Regions from separate parts of the Drosophila melanogaster genome. Here region 1 is linked to region 2. Evidence: chromatin contacts called from public Hi-C data. All regions are on one chromosome and are shown on one strand. Each heading gives the region's core, a stretch centred on a gene start, on an enhancer-like site or on the middle of the called end of the contact. The rest is flanking DNA. Distances are from core to core; before and after follow the strand shown.

The links. Hi-C and Micro-C count contacts between places; a contact is called where the count stands out from the background.
Region 1: a contact with region 2 is called in a Hi-C map of the Kc167 cell line, with 2.5 times the contacts expected there. The contact joins the promoter of Grip84 here to the promoter of kek5 in region 2. A contact is called at or near these places in 1 of 107 Hi-C or Micro-C datasets (the Kc167 cell line) and 1 of 6 datasets of contacts at active chromatin or transcription factors (the Kc167 cell line).

Annotation. Positions count from the first base shown.
Region 1 is chrX:19,561,376-19,568,150 of dm6, reverse strand. It overlaps Grip84 (Gamma-tubulin ring protein 84), which reads left to right and starts at 2,553. Exons shown (of 5, transcript NM_001298515.1): 1 at 2,553-3,378; 2 at 3,459-3,965; 3 at 4,033-5,075; 4 at 5,138-5,459; 5 at 6,356-6,775. The coding sequence starts at 3,010. The coding sequence ends at 6,574. car (carnation) reads right to left here and starts at 2,132. Exons shown (of 3, transcript NM_167664.2): 1 at 2,025-2,132; 2 at 367-1,936; 3 at 1-244. The coding sequence starts at 1,809. It overlaps mir-979 (mir-979 stem loop), which reads right to left and starts at 6,314; the gene lies at 6,220-6,314.
Region 2 is chrX:19,348,219-19,354,504 of dm6, reverse strand. kek5 (kekkon 5) reads right to left here and starts at 1,324. Exons shown (of 5, transcript NM_001258817.2): 1 at 852-1,324. It overlaps nAChRalpha7 (nicotinic Acetylcholine Receptor alpha7), which reads left to right and starts at 6,058. Exons shown (of 16, transcript NM_167645.4): 1 at 6,058-6,286.

The DNA.
Region 1 (6,775 bases), core at 1,304-3,803, 210 kb before region 2:
TCAGTAGGGATCCCTCGCTGACTGTGGTGACCGTATGCCGTCCACCGATGCCCACCAACTGCGCCTGAAAGTCCTCGAACGTCGGTCCGGGCAGGTTATTGATTTGGCTCTTAAGCGTCTGCCAACCCAGCGGTTTGAGCGAATGCTCCACAATGCGCGCGGTCAGCGGAGCGTAGAAGCTGTGCACGTAGCTGATGTCCTTTGGCTCAATTTCAACGTTGTCGTCCACCGTGAGGTGCAGCGTCTGCAAGAGAAAATGATGTTTTGATGTAGCAACATCCTAAATAGCATTCCCTCATATATTCACTCACAAATAACTATATAACTTATAACTAAATATGGTTGGATTACTGAATTGGCGCTCACCTTTCGCAGAACGCTGTAAGCCCGCGACTCTGTTTGCAGATGGAGCAGGCCCGATTTCTCCAGGTTGCTGATGGTGAGCAGCACTTCCAGACCGTACACATGGACCAGTTCGCGCTTGTAGTGGTTAAGCAGCTTCTCCTTGAATCCGGAGGCGGCGTGGCACTGCATGCAGATGAGCCGCAGGACGCGATTCAACTCCACCCTGCAGGCAATCAGGTCCTCGATGTAGGCGCTTGGCTTGTCGATATCTGCGCAGACCATGAACTCCTGCTCGGCAGCCAGGTCGTCAGCGAAGCGCACCGCGTTCACCTGTTCGTGCAGGAGGCCAGCGATGGCCGTATGCTCAGAGGTGGCCTTCTTCTGGGCCATTAGCTGCGGCAGGAGGTTCTCGACGAAGCTCTTGATCTCCTGCACGCTCTTGTCCTGGGAGGTGGCGTGCATCTGGACGTGAATTTCCCGTGCCTTGCGAGCGAGCAGCTTGGTGACCTCGTTGAAGTGCTTGTTCCGCAGCTCCGCGTACAACTGCTCGCCGGAGTGCAGTAGGATGGTCTTTTTCTCGGTGTCACCCAGCAGCGACTGCGATTCCTCGACTCGTGGGCCACTGCCTCCGCCTCCGGGAAGGGCTCCGTCAGAGGGAAAGTTCTCGGCGGGCAGCGTCAGTTTGTTCTGCCGGATGCCGTAGAACTCATCGATAAGCCCCTCGTAGGTGAGTTGTGTGGCCAGCGGGCTGAGCAGATCGATGCTTCTGTCCAGAAGGATCAACTGATCGACGACACCCTTGTCGCCGTTGTACAGAGTCCGCTCATCCCGGCCCAGCTGCTTGGCGTGCTCCCATACCCTGTGCGCAAACTCTCCTTTTCCGTAGATCTTCGGAATGCGACCGTATAGACGCTGCAGCTGCACTAGGCCCACTGCCGCCTGATACAGCGAGCTAGTGTCACCGTCCACACTCACATCGCGGAAGGCATTGGGCATCTCCATCGATACCAGGTCGACATCCAGCGGCAGATAGTTCCAGGCCAGTTCCTCGATGTTTCCGAAGCTGCCCAACACGCCGCTGACCTCCAGTTGGCTGACGCACAGACATGACCGCCTCGGGGCGAACAGGATGTGGTACTGCCGTCCAGCGGCCGCTCTTCCGCCTGCCTTCACGTGGGCGGCCAGCTGCTCCATCAGCGCCACGCGTGGGCGCATCACGTACACCACATTGGCCACCTCGCGCGGCAAATGAAGCTCCGGCTTGAGGGCCAGCAGACGGATGCCTCGATCAGCGAATAACTTTGGCCGGGTAACCAAGTCCAGCGGTCCGATCATGGTCTCGTCCAGCACAATAACCTTGGAACCCTCAATGCGGTCCAGCTGCTGCAGCAGCTCGCGGCAGGCGGCCTCCTGCAGCAACTGCAGGTTGACCCGCTGACCATGGCCCTTCAAGTGGGGGAACATGCTCCTTTCCTCTTGCCAGAAGTGTTGATTCGTATGCTCTGCGGCTTCCGGTCGGTCGCTACCGTGTCCTTGGTGGGCGGTTTGTGCAGTGCGTTGGTGGTGTTGGTGCAACGCCCACGGATTTCGGCTGCAGAAGATCAGGGACGCGACTGTAATCGCTGCAAAGCAGCTGATTTGGACTGCGCCTGCGCTCAGCAGTGCGGTCTTACACTTACCCTTATGGCACGGTCACACTGTCCGCTGCTCTATGGGCCATTCACACTATCACTTGCCTGCAATTTAAAATCAAAACAGTTGCCAGATATAAATTTTGTTGATTAAACAAGAATATAAAGTTAAGATAGAATAAAATAATAGAGGAGTAGTTTCAATTATTTAATCTGTGGGTAGAAAGTATTTCTTATTTATTTTTTATGTACAGCTTTTTTCATTTAACAAAATTTGTATTTTTTCAATGCTTTGCACGCTTTAACGCAAATAAGTTACAGTAGTGGCCAGTCCAGTGTAAACTATGCTAAACGCACCCCTCTTTTTCGCCAGCAACCAGTGTCACCACATCCTCACAATTAAATACCAACAAATGCCAATTTGCATCAAGTTGCTTGTGCTGCTCATTTCAGTTTAAATTGATTCCGAAATTGCTGCAAGCGCGTAAAATAAAATGAGCATCTGCGATTTTAAAACGGCTAAGGATTGAAAAAAAAACTAGAACATTACAAGGACAGATGACAACCCTGTCGCTGCAGTCGGCACTCAAGCAACCCGGAAAAGAACAACAAAATATTGAGAAGAGCGGCGCACTCAAAAAGAGCTCAATTGCCGGTTATAACTGTAAATTGAGAAGCGCGGAACTATAAATTGCCATCTCCGTGATGAGTAAACCCCATGCGCTGCGCGGTGTGCTCGCCAATTTGATCAGCGAGTCGCAGTAAGTGGATTGAGTGCACAGGTGGCCAGTCGATCTAGCCGTTGCTCCTGCACCGCCTCTTTCCCGCCATTGGCACCATAGTTTACTGTCATTTTTTATCCCACAGATCGCCCCTAACTCCGGAGAGCATCATTCGGGAGTTTCGGGCCACTAGTGATCGGCGGCTGCCAGCCTGCGATCTGATCAAAGTCCTGGTGTCCATCAGCGAGAAGCGTCCCAACTTCGCAGAGGTGACCAAGGAGATCTCGCACATTCTGCAGAATAAGGATCCCATGTACGCACTGCTGGTGTTCGTCGAGCGATACAGCGAATGCAAACCAGTCTCCGAGAGCAGCAGTTCCACTAGCCTTTCAGCGATGGGCTTGCCGCACGGAAACAAGACTTCGGATGTTAATTCCGCAGCCGGTTCAGTCCCCACCACATTGGCAATCGCAAGCACCTCGACAATCTTAACCACATCGCAAAACGTATCTGGTTCCACCAGGCTTAGCTTGACCCAGTCCCAGGACTTTCCCACCTCGACGCCGGTGAATTGCAAAAAGGCCACTGAATCCGACACTACACCCGTAGTCTTTGTCAGGCGCGGCCCAATGGACCGTAACCGTGGAGCGGGCAAGGATGAGCGCAACGACTTAAGTGTGGTGAGTGCAGACTAAGTATGGTGTGCTGTTCGCTGCCAATTACTTGGCCCCTTCAAATAATCAATGATCAACCCACACAGATCAAGGAACGTGTGCTTAATGCCGTTTCCGATCAATCCTTGAGCGGCTACCGCTCGGTGACCAACAAAACGGGCAACAGCCCAAAGTCAATGCCGAATGACCTGGTGACGCTAACTGATGTGCCCGATGAGTACCGCACCCATTTACTGTGGGAATACTACAAGGTGGACGGGGACAAGGTGCCGAGGGCAGAGATCGCGGCAATGCCGCTTCTCAGCCAGGAGAGTATGCTGCTCGACGAGCTGCTGCACTGCCTCACGGGCATAAGAGAAAGCCTCCTGGTGCCTCAGAAGCCAATTATTTCTGCCGTTGGCCTGGCCAAATACGACACGGACTTTGACATACACACGCACCTCGATCGCTCGCTGACACACCAGGTGCGGGAAATCTTGCCATTGGCCTCCTACTTCATGGGCGTGCAGAAGATAATCGCGGCTACCGACGGCCTGGGTCAGGTGATGAACTCATTGAATGAGGCACTGCAGGAACTTACACACGACTTCTATGTAAGGATGTGCAATCGTGTCGTGGCAAAATTTTTCCCTAACTAATCTTTTTTTCCACCGAGCCTAGCTGATAATCGTACAAGCCGAACAGGAGCTGCGCCACAATAGATTAACATTGCAGAAACTACTGTACTACCTGCAGCCGACGATGTGGGTGATGCATGAGGTCTGGTCCTCGTTGGTGATCATTCAGCTAAGCGATTCACGGGATGCCGAAGTGTTGACGTATTTACACGAGCGGATCAAGCGGCTGGAAGGCAACAAAGATGCACAACAGCTGATTATCGGACTGGTGCGCAAGGCGGCCAAGCCGTACATGCGAATGCTGCAGATGTGGATCCAGAAGGGCGTGATCGTGGACCGCCACCGGGAATTTCTCGTAGTGGACAACGAAGTGATCCATCGCGACGAGCTGCCCGAGCACTATTCCGACGATTATTGGGAGAGACGGTATACCTTGCGCGACGAACAAATACCATCGTTTCTGGCAAAGTATTCGGATAAGATCCTGCGCACCGGCAAGTATCTCAATGTGATCAGACAGTGTGGCAAGCGCGTAATGCCCACGCAAGAGATGAACCTAGAGTTCGACCCGACCAGCGAGCGGCACGTGTCCGTCATCAACGACGCTTACTACTTTGCCGCCCGCATGCTGCTGGATGTGCTGCTAACGGAGAACGACCTGATGGGTCACCTACAGTCGGTGAAGCGTTACTTGCTGCTCAACCAAGGCGACTTCACCATGCAGTTCATGGACGCCTGCGAGGACGAGCTGACGAAGAACGTGGACCACGTGTTGCCCATGACGCTAGAGAACCTGCTGGGACTAACGCTTCGCATTTCCTCGGCGCGTAATGATCCCTACAAAGACGATCTGCACTGCGAGCTGCTGCCCTACGACCTGGTCACGCAAATGTCCAAGATCATGAAGAAGGAGGAGAACTGGCAGGCACAGCCTCGCCTCGATCTTAGCGGCCTCGAGTGCTTCGCTTTCACCTACGAGGTGAAGTGGCCCTGCTCTTTGGTGCTGAATCACATTTCCATCTCCAAGTACCAAATGCTCTTTCGACAGCTCTTCTACTGCAAGCACGTGGAGCGCCAACTGTGCAAGTGGGTTCCCGATCCTTAACCTTTTATGCCCACGATCATTTAAGTTCTTCTCTCGCAAACAGGATTTGGAAGGAAAACTCGATTGCCAGGCAGTTCGAGCCGCAGGCGGCTAGTCTCTATCGAGCGGCGTTCACTCTGCGCCAGCGTATGATGAATGCCATCCAGAACCTGGAGTACTACATGATGATCGAGATCATCGAGCCCAACTGGCACATTTTCATTGAAAAGATGAAGACGGTGGAGAACGTGGATAACGTTCTGCGTCTCCACCAGGACTTCCTCGACTCGTGCCTTAAGAACTGCATGCTGACCGAGTCGTCGCATCTGAATCGTTCGATCTTCAAGCTCTGCAAGATCTGCCTGAAGTACTGCGAGTTCATCCAGGTGAGTTCCAGTTACAGTGCGAGGGTACCGGGTGGCTAAATTGCTAAATTTTTGCGTACAACCCTTCTTCCTTTGCTCTGTGCTTCGTGCTCCGTGCTCCGTGCTCTTAATGCTCTATGTCTATCCCGCTTGCCAACGCTTCCAACTCTATGTGGAATCCTTGCTAATCCCCACCTTCGCAGATCACGCAGCGTTACTTTCAGGACGCTGAGCTCAGGTCGATGGTACGTGATAGCGCGGACAGCTCCGAATCCGAACAGGAGAGCCTGCACTGCCCACAGGTATTGCGTAGGCTTGTGCTCAACCACGTTGTTCCTTGCGGTTCCTGTGTTCTCGCTCCCACTTTCGTTATCGGTGGACCCATTTCCGTTTTGTGTCCAGCTGGATTGCATAATGGCGTGGCCCCGATTTTGATAGCATTGTTTCTTTTATTTCGAATTTGGATTGCATGCTTTAAGTTATTTTTGATTGGCTTGCCTATGCATTAGGCCATTTGCTTTCTTTTGTTTTTAAAACCTTAAATGCATCTTCTGGTATCATTAAATTACTAATGCAGAAATAATCTACAATAAGTAGATTATTATTAAGTTTTCCCTGATTATTATTCCTTCTTAATGAATCTACTTACAAAACGTAGTATTGTTTGGAAAAAATGTTTTGAAATTCAGTTAAAACAATTTGTGTAAGACCAACTTAAGCGGTTAATCTATATATTTTATATACTTATTTTTATATTTTATATACTTATACTTTTGTGTATACGGATGCCACAAAATTAGCCTGAGTTCGGGAAGAATTTGTATATACATAAGAATTCCCCCCAAATTCAGTGTATTTGTGACATCCTCACATGTATGTTCCAGTGATTAACTTGTGATTTCTTTGTCCCCTGCTAGATTGAGACCCCGTTGGATCCGACAGATACGTTTTCGGAGCGGGTTAGGCGCTTTGATCTGGAATTTACCCAACTGCTGATATCGTTCCTCAAGCAGATCAACAGCATGGCGAAGAAGAACACCGCCGATTGCTTCATGAATCTGGTGCACCGCATCAACTTCAATGCCTTCTACACCGATCAAATGGACAAGATGTGTGTAGAGGATGCCATTGGCTAAGCCAGCACGTCTAGAGGAAAGGATGTGGATGTGGATGTGGATGTGGACGTGGAAACGGAAACGGAAAAGACAAGAACAAAGTATTAGATAAATGAATTTCATAATCACAAGCGCACATTTACCATCATTCCCCACGCATGTCTTCTCATTTGCCATCCAACAAAGCGCACCAATTGTTACCCGTTTAGTTATACAAATTCG
Region 2 (6,286 bases), core at 75-2,574:
TTGTTTGTTTTTCTTTCTTTCTTAATTTTTGGCAACGTCAATTACACGCGAAACTTCTTGCCTGAGTGCTTAACCCTTGGCAGGGCGCGCAGGTAGTGAGCGCTCTCGTATTAACCCTACAGCGCTCACGCACACACGCGTGAAATATGCAGAATATATGGTTGCAAATTAAATATCATATTGCATATTAGCCACCAATTTGCAACGGGATCAGTGTATTCTGGCTAAACGAATTAAGTTAGTTCAGTGGGGAAAACAGCGATCTCCGTGCGGATGGTTCGTTACTTCAGTTTTTGGGGGTTAATGGCTTTTAAACTGCAGACTGCACTTTACGTACATACGTACATATATACCTAAATATATATGTTTATATATACATATGTAATATGTATGTTTTCTTCATTTCTTTGCCTTTCCCTTATTTTCCTGCCTTCGGAAACGCAAATGATGCAGTTTGTTTGATTCATTTGACATTACAATTGCTGCAGCTGCACGTTGTTGTTCTCGTTTTGTTGTTGCTGCTGCTTCTGGCGATGCTGCATTTTGCTTCAGTTTCAGTTTTTCATGTTTTTCCAAGCACAAACCACGCTGCAGTCGCTGCTGTTGTCGTTGTTGTTGTTGTTATCATTGCTGCTTCTGTTGTTTTGCAGGTAAGTCGAAGATGAGTGTTGAACCGGTTCAACGGGTACACACGACTACCATTGAAAGAAGCCACATACGTACATGAAGACAGACACACACACTCTCACACACGGGCAGCACTTACACTCTCCCTCCCGCTCGCTCGCTCTATCTCTCCCACTCGCACTCTATGCACTTATTTTAACTCTTTATCTCTCCACTCTCTTTACCACGCTTTGTGTTGATCCGCTCTCCGCTCCGTTATTTACTCCACGGCGTGACTTTTCCAAATATAATCACCTTTTGGCTTTAGCTGCTTGTGAGGGGGTTGAAGTGGTGTGTGGGTGGGGGGGGCTTGTTGTTGTTTTCGTTTAAGGGGTATCACTTGCAAGTAACCGAAAAAAAAGTGTGAGTAATGCACTCCGGGACAGCCGCAACAGCCGCGTGTTTGGCGGCGTTCGAAAAAAAAAGCAAACACACACACACTAGCCGCCACTCAACTCAAGTGAACTCCACGCGACGCGAGGCGAGTCGAGACGACTTTTCGTGTTTCGTTAACCGCGACTGTCCATTCAATTGGCGGCAACAACTGACTGCTTCGCGCACTCGAGTACGTACATATGTGTATGTGGGTGGGCGATGCGCTCGACGTTTCACTCTAGCAACAACCTACGCGACCGGCGTTTGCAACAACACTGCGACGCACATCTGTTCGAGAGCAGGCCGCTCGAGCCGCATCGAACCGAGTCGCAGCGAACCGAACCGAACTAAGCCGAGCCGTCATGCAACATGTTCGACTGGAACGTCAGCTGAGGGGTTGCAACAGCAACAAAGCACTGAAACAAAACGTGTGTAACGAATTATAAAATCAAATTTACGGCGATTTTTCACTTAATGAATGTATACAAAAACAAAAAAAATTAAAATCAATAATTTTTTTTCAATAAAAAAAAATAATTTTAGTTATCACCATAATCAAATCAAACAAAACCATGGTACGAAAGTCGTGACAATTTTACCCTTAACGATTCTGATGCCAATGAAATGTGTTTTTTTTTTTTTGTCTTATTGTACAGCTAGGATGTTGAGATTAAGCATACATGTTCTATACATAAACATAGACGCAGAGCCAGTTTGTTGACCCATTTTGCCACGCCCACTCTAACGCTCACAAGCCGCCAAAAACTACCCAAGCAATTTTTAAATAGTTTCTTATTTCATTCCCCAATAATATCTACCTAAGAAAAATGTTAAAATTTCGCGTTCGCATTTCCATTAGCCAAGTAACCGATATACTCGACTATAGATTCTCCCTTCTCAAGAACAGAGCTCAGTACAAAATATATACATATGTATTCAAAAAATCAGTTGAACACAAAATAAGAATTTCAGCTCCATCGCGAACGTTAGAAACTGAATGAATTCATCAGCCAGTTGACAGAAGTTTGATTTTAAGACCTCTGATCGTCGAACAAAATGGAAAGGAGCTGCTGCTTGGTAGTGCAATTCATTTTAAAATTTCAGCGGCTAGCATCATTAATTACGTCACCGGCGAAAAAAGAAGGAAAGTGAAGCGTTCTCTGTGCCCCTGAATAACTGCGAAGAATTAAGTACGTCAGTAAGGGGAGAGCATACACGCGCCCATGTGTGGAGCCAGCCAGATACACTGCGAGAAACGAGTGGCAATTCCAATCCAATACATAAATATGTAAGGTTCCCTTTACATAAAATTAAATAGTAAGGTATCATGGGAAACCAGTACACATTGATAATAGCATAAGAGCAATGGCATTATTACTACATTTCAATGAAAGATACTTTAAATTGCTTAATTTTGGAAGTTTTCGATGTTTGTTATTATGCCTTAATATTAATATAGCTTTATTTCCTATTTATTTATAAGAGATACCAGAAAGTGAAGCTAATTTTTTATTAGACCTGAAGATTTAAGAGGCATACGCAGCGCAAGTTAGTTGTCAAGTAATGTTGGCACCTCCACTTTAACGCCCACAAATCGCTCAAATCTGCCACGCCTACACTTCTTGAAAATGTTTTGAAATGTAAAAGTCGACAACTAATTATGGACACCCTAATTTTAAATTTGGTTAATTTGATTTCTAATTAAAAAAATTTAAACAAGCAAAGTAAATCTTTTACAGAAAAAATACTGGTTTTTTTATTTATTTAAAAAACGCATCTTTTGTTATAGGGAAATAGAAGTGTTGGCGAGCAATCGATTTTTTCGCCAATTGATTGTGTAAGTTTTAAAATAAAAGATGTATATTTTTTTGATTTGAAATGCAGAAACTAAATGAAATGCTGCTCGATCATGATAGGTTACAATTGGTATTGCAGCATTTTGAAATGTACAGTAGACTAAACACAGATGGACGCCAAATTAATTATGACAAATTATGCTATAAACTGGGCACATAAGCACCAAATCAAGCTAGGATCATAAAAATAGAACACACATTTCATGAGAACAAGGTAACCATCTTCTATGTTCGTTTTATTTAATATTCTTTTATATCCTTCCTATCTAGGACTTACATATATTTTCATTTGGTGAGTAAACATTTCAACAACTGCGAACATATAAAACACAAGAATAACACACTCCACTTACAATATTTTACGTTTTCTCTATTTTAGTTGGTTAAATGTTTAAAATTGTTTTGTTTTTTGCTTTTATTTAAAGATCGACTCTATTCAGGCATAATAACTTATATAGTTTTAGAGAATATTCAATGAATATTTCCTCCAAAAGGAAAAAGACATTGACACCAATGATGTGGAATCTTCTATTCTGTATCTTCTATTCTGTATCTGTATCTGTAAATGAAGAACTAAAACCATATGAAAATATGAACATCTTGCTGAAGGAGCAGCTGACTCAGTTGAGTTGGTGAGCTAGCTTTAGATTTTAGATTGATTAATGAACATGAACTTTAACAATAAGTTGCTCTTAATGGCGACTCCGATGAACCCAAACGGAGGACTCCTTGAAGCGCACCATCAGCCAGGTGGCGTTGCAGGCGACGGAGGAGGAGCCAACTAAAGTGACTGGTGACTAAAGTAGCCAGGCTCATCACCATTTCCAGCTGGCCCTGCAGTTGGATGTGCTAGTTGGATGCAGGTTTCCCCATTTCGGTCGACTTCGGTCACTATCACCATCATCATCTTCCTTGCTTGGAAAAGTTGTACGAGATCGATTTGGACAACTATGCGGCTGAGGAGTTTGCGGATCTATCTGGAGAGCACTGCCAAGTGCGCATTTCTCGGCAGGAGTACGTGTACCTGGCGAATATGGATTTGAACTGGGTCCATCCATCCACTGGACATGTCTATCGGGAGCCATTGCCCAGGCTTTATTACCCAGCTTATATTCCCAAGAAGGATGCCCAATTGGCTTGATAAATTTTAAGTTTTGGGTAATATAATTAAAATATATAATTGAAAGGTGTAACTTATAACCTACAATATTTATGTATTTGCATTCATCTGAGAGTCAAGCTTTTCAGTCCAAACTGTGGACACTGATGACGTTCTCATTGCAACATCCGCTGATGATGCCGCAGTTCTAGTCAGAAACCCCTTTCCACAGGAGTATGTTTGTTGCTTTGAAAAATTGACGCAGGATTGGAACAAACAGGAATAAACAGTAGCAAATGAGCAAAGTTTATGTTTTCGATCAGACCTGGAATATATACGCATCTTGGATCCGTGCTGGAGCATAAGTCGTATGGAAAATATCTTGGGATTATCTATACTTTGGCTATGTTGTCAAAAGTTGCGAAAATATCGTGGCTCCTGTCTCCTAGTATCAAGCTCTCCTTAAAAAGCAAGTTGGCTATATATAAAACCATCCTCAAACCGATTTGAAGATATGGCTTTCAAGTTTATGGAGTTGCTGCTAAATTGCACCATAAAGAAAATCCGTACAGCTCAGAGTAAAATACTGAGAACAATGTGCAATGCTTCTTGGTACATACATACATGCGTTTCTAGATGCATAGAAAGTGGATCTGGATCAACTAGAATCCTGTCGTAAAAAATATATCCCAATTCCCAGTATTAGTTGTCAATCAATATTTAAATGTACGAAACATTTATCTTAGTAAGTAATCAAAAATTGTTAACGTTGTGTCTAATACTAATATAATATTACTTATTTCTATTTCTTAAACATATAAGTGTTTAGGCTGCCTGAAGGTAGTTTTTAAAATAAAAATAACAATAAAAAAAGAGTTAAGCCTAAATTAATATAAGCTACTTTCTATAGTCTAAGCTTATTTAGGAAAAGTTTAGGGCTTCTAAAGTTCTTAATGATGTGAAATATGAAATGTAGCTTGTTCTCACAACCAAATTTAGGTTTGAAACGGAAAATGATTTTGGTTTTCATATTGGAGTATATTTTAAAAGCGAACTGAGCTTTTAAAGTATACCCCCGTAAAGAAAGTTTAAAGCTCAAGCTTCTTAAGATTATTTCCATAGGGACACTTTCATATTCAGGACACTTTGGGACATAACTTTCCATAAAAACCTTAGGTTATGGAAACTAGGGGTGAATATGTGGTTTATGGCATAACGTTATGTTTATGGAATAACGTTATATTTATGGCATAACGTTATACACAAAAAACGATGTGGAGCAAAAGCCAACTTGCAATATGAAAAAGCTTTTAGGGGTAAAAAGTCTAGTGGATCCTGTGTTAACATGTGGATATTATGTTGTGGATTGCTGTCAACTAAACTGGGTATAACAGCTTTCAGGGGTGGAAACTCTTTTGCGATACATACAAAAAAAAAACCATTAATTATAGTGGCATAAAATCGAACAAGTACAATTTTCAATGATTTGCGGTCATTGTTGTAGTTTTATGCATTATGTTTAATGTTTAACCCTCCGAATTTGTTACATATTTATCTACACAATTTTTGCATTTTTTATGTTTCTTGTATGATATCATACATTTTTTTTTGCCACGTGTACCGTACGACACATGAATGATGTTAAATCCTTGTGTCACAAAATGCGCTACCTGATTTCCGTCTAAAGTGATTGATTACTTGACTGATTGCATGAATTATTTTCATTTTAATTAAGGATATACAATCGTTTTGAAGCTTGAAAAGCATCGCATTCTATATTTTTTCATATCCGGCATAAGTAAATTGCCATTGGGGGGAGCACCACGTGGCGTCCAGTTCAGTGCATTCGTAACATGCATCAAAACAGCAAGGATGTTGAGTGGCAGTGTGCCACCGAATTTGTTTACTTTTCACAACATTCCGGCTAGGCGTGTGCGCTGCTAACAGCAGGAGCCAACACAGTCGAAGGACACGAAGGACACCCGATGTGGCTATGTTATGCTCTCGTTTAAGGTCACAGCACCGACACGATATCCATTGGCCACGTGTCGCGGACTCCGGCTCAGTTGCAGTTGGAAAGTCGAGCCCGCTCCTCGTGGCCACTGTCTACTTTCTCGGCTTTCTCGGCATTCTCGGCATTCTTGGCTTTCTCGGCAATGCTGTTGTGTTAGTTTGGACTGTTGTTGTGCGGCATCGTTGGCTCCTGCTTTCACAGCCATTCAGTCGAGTGCGTGGTCGTGAGCGAATCGGTCGGGGAATTGCTGGTGACATCTGTCCCATTCGCAGCCGC